2 separate regions of the Danio rerio genome follow, and region 2 is linked to region 1. The links are chromatin contacts, called in public Micro-C maps. All regions are on one chromosome and are shown on one strand. The core of a region is the stretch at or near the end of the contact, and the rest is flanking DNA. Distances in the headings are between cores, read along the strand shown.

Region 1 (3,327 bases), core at 569-3,068:
TCCTAAAAATTTGGGTCGCGGCTTGATGACCAGGTAAAAATGTGGGTCCCATGGCCAAACCAGTTGAGAACCCCTGCGATAGAGGACTCTAGAGATGAACGGATCAATTCTTTTTCCAGCTCTAAATGCATATGATTGGCCTGTGATGAACGAATGACTCAGACCCGATAGAGCAGAGGTTCTCAAAGTGGGGGTCGGGACCCCCCGAGGGGTCGCGGGACAATGAAGGGGGGGTCGCCTGGTGATTTTTAAAAATCAATTAATTTTTATGAAACCTTAAGACTTACTGTATTTTATCAATAACCTACTGAAGAGAAAAAAATAGTCGTTTATAGTTACTATAGTAGCTTATAGTTAGTAGTTCTATTGGATTGCGACTTCTCGGGTAATTACATTATACTAAAGACACAGCAATACTGTCAGATGCAGCAGATTTTGTAACACCAGCTTAAACTTTCTAGCCCATTTACAACACTGACATACATTAAATAAAACAAAGAATAGACTTGGGTCTATTGGTGTGTTTGTGCGCGTCATTGCATACAAGGTTTCTGTATTTATAACCACCACCTCAGAGAATATTGGGGGTCACGAGTCACTGGCATTGACATTTTGGGGGTCGCGGGCTGAAAAGTTTGGGAACCCCTGCGATAGAGGACTCGAGAGATGAACGGATCAATTCTTTTTCAGGCTCTAAACGCATATGATGGGCTTCTGCCTTTCCGCGATGAACGACTCAAAAGACTTGAAATGAACAATACCACCTGCACATATGTGCGCACGCTCGGATGAACGAATCACTCCCTGAGAGGACTCGTAGCTCCCGAGTCATATTGAAGATTCGTTCGAAATTAACAAATTGTTCATGAACGACCCATCACTACTAAAAAAGGGGGTGGCCACTGATTAAAAAACCTGTAGAGTCAACCCTCTTTTATTATTTTTCAATAATCTTTTCAACTGATATTCACATTACAATACAGAAGAAAAGATTTAAAGCCACAATTACCTAATTAGCTTTAATATTTCAGTAGATGTGGCACTTTTGATATTGACAACATATTAAGAGTACAGGATTACAACAGAAATGCTAATTATCAACAGAATAATAGAGTCCATGGAGTTTTGGAGGCAAAATTCTTTTATTTTTGGAGGCAAAATTCCAAGGCCAAGGCTAGCATCATGTAATGACGTATTTCCGGTCCCCTGCCTCGGAGTGTGCGTGACGTCATAGTGCACCGAGAATGCAAATCTCTTCTAGAGCACATACATACCCAAACATGAAGCTCACACGTGTGTGTTTACATTTATTTAAGCATTTGTTTCACCAGCACTGCCCTGGAAACCGAGCCACACGTGCACGCTCTGTTGTGTGTGTGTGTGTGTTCTGACTCTGCATCTGCATTGAGAGATGCCTGCTGCAGACTCCCTGGATGCACTGCATTATTTCGCTATGTTAATAATGTAACCCAATATCTTTATTAATAGCGATACTAGGTGCCTATGAGCGCTTATAAAAGGTTTATCAAACAATCTGAGCAAGAAACTGCTAACCATCAGCATCGTACCCGCGTTCTGCCTTCGCATGCGTGCTAGCAGGCTACATTTGAGAGGGAACACAGAGGAAATGGGGCTTTAATTTAAAGGAAAGTGGCGCGTTCAAATGTATACTCACGAAAAGGTGAAGTTCGGCTGTCAAACGGGGGCTTTCATGCGTTCTTCTGGTGTTTTCAACGTCTTTCGGTTTTCACTGTTGTATTGTACGTACAAAGCCTTTCGCCAAAGCAACACAACGGGATTCGAGCTCCTGCTGCTTCCCAACAAGCTCGGTGTGTTCTGCTGCACCCTGCTGTCCAGGAGGATAAATGCAGGGTCTTAAAGTGATAGCTCACCGGTAAATGAAAATGACAATTTGCTGATTATTTACTCACCCTTTGGCCATTGAAGATGTAGGTGAGATTTTTCTTTAGTAGAACATTAAAGTTCCTCTGAAATGCCCTAAAACACGTAACGTTATTCAATATGTTGACGAATTTTCACTGAAACAAGATGGGGCGGAGCATATCAAATAGATCCTCCCCTTTTAAAAAGTGGCCAATAGAGTTTTGTTTACATCATAATGACAATCACAGACTAATAATAAAGTCTAAAATTGGTCTAAATCTTAAAAAAAAAATCGCTTTAAACTCCAAGTGAAATCAAAATTTACAATGCTTATTCTGCTAGCACACATTGTTATTGTTTAGATGAACAGGAAATCTGTGCAAGTTTCTCGGATAACCACGGAGAGGTTTGTTTTGGTAATCTTCAATCAGAGCTTGACCTTTTTATCCTCGTTTAGAGAGGCAGTCCAGTTACTTCTGACATCAGTTTGGCAGCTTCAGCCACAATGTGCGTAACCACGCCCCTTTATTAGTTAGTTCGCCATTTGTAAATGATGCTCAAAAAATAGCCCCGCCCCTACTTAATATTCTTCTTCAATCTGAAGTACATTAACAGCAATAAACACATTATTCTATATAGATATAGACAGACATATGAAGATCCTAAAAATGCCAATTTTGTAATGTGGCAGTCCGTAAGAAGCGCTATAGCTGGCTTACTGAAAAATAAAAGTCTCAATGGAAAACATTTATGGTGTCTGAAAAGTTCATCATCAATATTGTTTAAAGGTCCCTTGAAGTGCTTTGAAATATGCTCTTTTATCCAATGTATGACGTAATTTTAACCGAAACACGAAGAGAGGGTGGGACATAGTGTAACTCCTCCCCTTTTTAAAAAAAACAGCCAATAGTGTTTTGTTTTTATCACTGCTCTGCCAATGAGAGTGGATAAGCTCAAGTGCATCAAAATGACAGGCAATTGAGAAGAGTCTTAAAGGGTGCATGTCAGATAGAGCATTTGATTGGTCATGATTTGATGAGAAAGTTGTTTGAGGTTATTTATACCAAAGAGGACGGGTGCTTAAGATTCTAAAGAGCATTAGAGCAAACAATTAATCGATGCTAGAAAAATCGGTGCTGCTAAAAAAAATTGTTTCGTAGTCTTCAATTAAAGTCTGACCATTTGCTTCTGTTTGAAGTGGCAGTCCTTGTCTGTTGACATCAGTTCAAGAGCTTCACCCACAATATTGTTAACCACGATCCTCTTACTATTAGTTTGCTACAAGGCAAAAAAGAAAGCCCCTCCCCCACTCAATATTCTGTTTCAGTTGGAACCTTACTAAAATAAAAAAACTCAACAATTTACGGCTCACGCAGACTTTAACTAGGCAAAAAATATAATGAGTCTGATGTGCAGAGGGATGTACTCAAAGTCATTAATCAT
Region 2 (3,327 bases), core at 249-2,748, 190 kb after region 1:
CAGAGCCCAAACCTAAATCCTATTGAACATCTCTGGAGAGATCTGAAAATGGCTGTACACCGTCACTTCCCATCCAACCTGATAGAGCTTGAGAGGTACTACAAAGAGGAATGGGCAAAAATTCCCAAAAACAGGTGTACCAAGCTTGTGGCATCATATTCAAAAAGACTTGAGGCTGTAATTGCTGCCAAAGGTGCATCAACAAAGTATTGAGCAAAGGCTGTGAATCCTTATGTACATGTGATTTTCCAGTTTTTTTTATTTCTAATAAATTTGCAACAAATTCAAAAAAATATTTTTCACATTGTTATTACGGGGTATTGTGTGTAGAATTTTGGGGAATTAAATTTAATCAAATTTGGAATGAGGCAGTAACATTAAAAAATGTGGAAAAAGTGAAGCGTTATGAATACGGACTGTATGTTTTTTTTTTTTTAACAAAAAAATAGAATTTAAAATGTAAATTCCCAAAAATGTAAATTTACCCACCCTCGAGGGGTTATAAACCATTATGAGATTCTGTTTTCTGTTGAACAATAAAAAAGATATTTTGAAGAAAGCTAAAAACCTGTAACCTTCCTTAGTAGGCAAAAATATACATTATGTAAGTCAATGGCTACAGGCTTTCAGCTTTCTTCAAACTATCCTCTTTTGTGTTTAATAGAAAAAAAAACTCAAACAAGTTTGGAACAAGCAAATGGAAAGTAAATGATGACAGAATTTTCAGTTTTTGGGTGAACCACCCCTTTAGGTTGCATTGAAGTTATTGCAGCTGGGTCAGCCATTATGTAGCAAAATAACATAATAAAAACTACAAAAAATATATTCCTATGCACATATTTTCTGCTCACCATTACAACAGCTATCCCATAGTCCTCTAGAGCATCAGCTGACATCTGGAGCTGCTCTATGAACAGTTCTATGGTTGGATTGACTGCAAGCAGATACAGATGTTATGTAATAGACTTTAAAAATTAACTTTAAAAGATTTTGACACCTCAAATCTACTGACTCAGCAAATACTGTTCTGTGCTGATGTGATTAATGACTCTTGCTTAGACCTGCAAATTATAATAACTGTTCTGTAATCATTTAACAGAGTCTCACCATGATTTCCAAAGTATATAAAGGATGTTTTCCCAGTTTGCATCCTCTCCATGAGGTTCTGGCCGGAGTCTTCCATCAGTTTTGAGAAACATTGTTCTGCTGTTAGGATGAACACAAACGTGACCAAATATACGGTGCACATGGTGCAACATTTACACTGTATGTACTTTACATCTATTTATATTAGTTCATAATTAGGATGTGCAAAAATAAGACGTTCATATCCCATCAAAACCGTTCGCTTGTTCTGTTACCGAACGCATCCCCACATCTTCCAAAACTTAAAATACAAACAAAAAATGCAGCCTTTTAGCAAATACATTAGGTTAATAATGATTTCAGATCAGTGTTGTAAATGTAACGAGTTCTACTACATCCTCAAACACTAAAACAACATGCGCAAACGTCGTCCAATCAAATATGAGAGGAGGGATTAACCGTGTCCTGAATACCAACCAGAAAGCTCAAAGTGAAAAGTTAGAACCAATAAGAATAAAGTAGGCGGAAGGATCTTGGCTCATCGGTAGCAGCCTTTTGAAACGGCGGTCATTTTGGCTCACAATATCTGTTTTTATTGGGATTCGCCACAATTTTAACTGAGAGCCAACATGACTACTAAAGCGCGTCAGTTTCCACGTTCTTCTTATTAGCCCAACATTTGATTTTCTTTTTACACAGTTGTTTTTCTTTACTCTGTGGGACCTGCCTTGCATATTTTTGTGATTTTTTCCTTTTATTTATTAGTCTTTATGCCTTGCATAAATATCCTTCAATAATTTATTACATGTATCAATATTATACCCGCGTCACTTTATTAAAAAATATATTATTTTTCACACCGCTATTTAATTGACAAACCAAACTACTGTATAGCTTACATGAAAAACAAACAAGCGCAAACGTCTAAGCAAATAAGCGGTATTGAAAACAACAATGCTGATTGTTTGAAAATTAAAAACGCACAGAGGCAGGACACCTAAAAAGACAAATGATTGGTTTGTCAAAAAAGTAGGAGGGGAGTAGCTCGGTCGTCAGCGAACGTACTTGAAAAGCCTATCATTTTGGCTCGAATGCGACAGAATTTTTCCATTCAGCGCTATTCAGCTGAGAGCCAACATGGCGAAACAGGCGCGTCAAATTCTAGCTCGCTCCTATTGGTCAGTAGGAGGGGCCAAATCTGCAACGCTAGCCAGCTGATCGCTTTTTTTTCCAAGCTCCAGAGTTGGTTTTTCTTAGGTCGGAGGGAGCTGCCTTGCAGAGATTGGGGGCTCTGCTGTTTTTTAATTACTTGTTTTCCCAATTTTTGGTTACAAACATCTGAGAATTGTTTTAAAGTCTGTTCAATACGATAATAACTTAGGGTAGGCTGTAGTTTTATTATTTTCCGCTCATGTGTCATTTGTAATTAAGTTTGACGTTTTTCAGTGTTTGTATCATTTCAAAACATCTCCATGAAAAGTTTTGGACAACTCGTTTTGGATAAGTCGGCGTGATAGCGAGCCATCGTGTCGATATGTTGTTTTTACTAGAAAACCAGGTCAGTGTCAGTGTTTGGACGGACTCATCCTCATCATCCTCCGCCGAACTGATCCAGGCTGCGGTTCCCCCGTCCGTGCAGCTCGGTCTCACTGTTCTCTACACGGTTTTGTATTCGCTCCTCTTCGTGTTTGTTTACCTGCAGCTCTGGTTGATTCTGCACTACGGACACAAACGCTTCAGCTACCAGAGTGTTTTTCTCTTTCTGTGTTTGCTCTGGTCTGCTCTGAGGACGACGCTCTTCTCTTTTTACTTTAAAAATGTTGTTCAAGCAAACCAGCTCCAGCCTCTGCCGTTCTGGCTGCTGTATTGTTTCCCAGTCTGCCTGCAGTTCTTCACCCTGTGTCTGCTCAACCTTTATTTTGCTCAGGTAAGTGCTGTTTTCCCAATGTGTTTGTGTCTCGCAGTGTGTTGCACAACGTCTTTATGAAAGCAGGTAGTCTAAGTAGCATGTAATCTACCATAGAGAGGAAATGAATAATTGTGCGTTCAGTCTGATAGCCATTTTCATGCAACTCGCATCTAAGTGGGTCCCCTCCCACCAAATGTGTTTACTTCATGTGACTGACTGGAACTTCACGCTGTAATTGCGATTAAAACCAGAGGTGTATTGTTATAAAGTCAAATTATGCTGCTTTAAACAATCAAAGACATTTGACATATCCGTGATAGTGTAATAAGAGC

The links. A called contact is a pair of places that touch in the nucleus more often than the background predicts.
Region 2: a contact with region 1 is called in a Micro-C map of caudal fin, with 5 times the contacts expected there. The contact joins the promoter of txndc16 here to the promoter of si:ch211-266o15.1 in region 1. A contact is called at or near these places in 3 of 18 Hi-C or Micro-C datasets (caudal fin, hematopoietic stem cells and an unstated tissue).

What each region holds. Positions count from the first base shown.
Region 1 is chr17:16,031,365-16,034,691 of GRCz12tu, forward strand. It overlaps si:ch211-266o15.1, which reads right to left and starts at 1,819. Exons shown (of 29, transcript XM_684300.11): 1 at 1,676-1,819.
Region 2 is chr17:16,216,693-16,220,019 of GRCz12tu, forward strand. txndc16 (thioredoxin domain containing 16) reads right to left here and starts at 1,499. Exons shown (of 19, transcript XM_679925.8): 1 at 1,108-1,499; 2 at 852-934. The coding sequence starts at 1,249. gpr137c (G protein-coupled receptor 137c) reads left to right here and starts at 2,339. Exons shown (of 7, transcript NM_001007433.1): 1 at 2,339-3,013. The coding sequence starts at 2,621.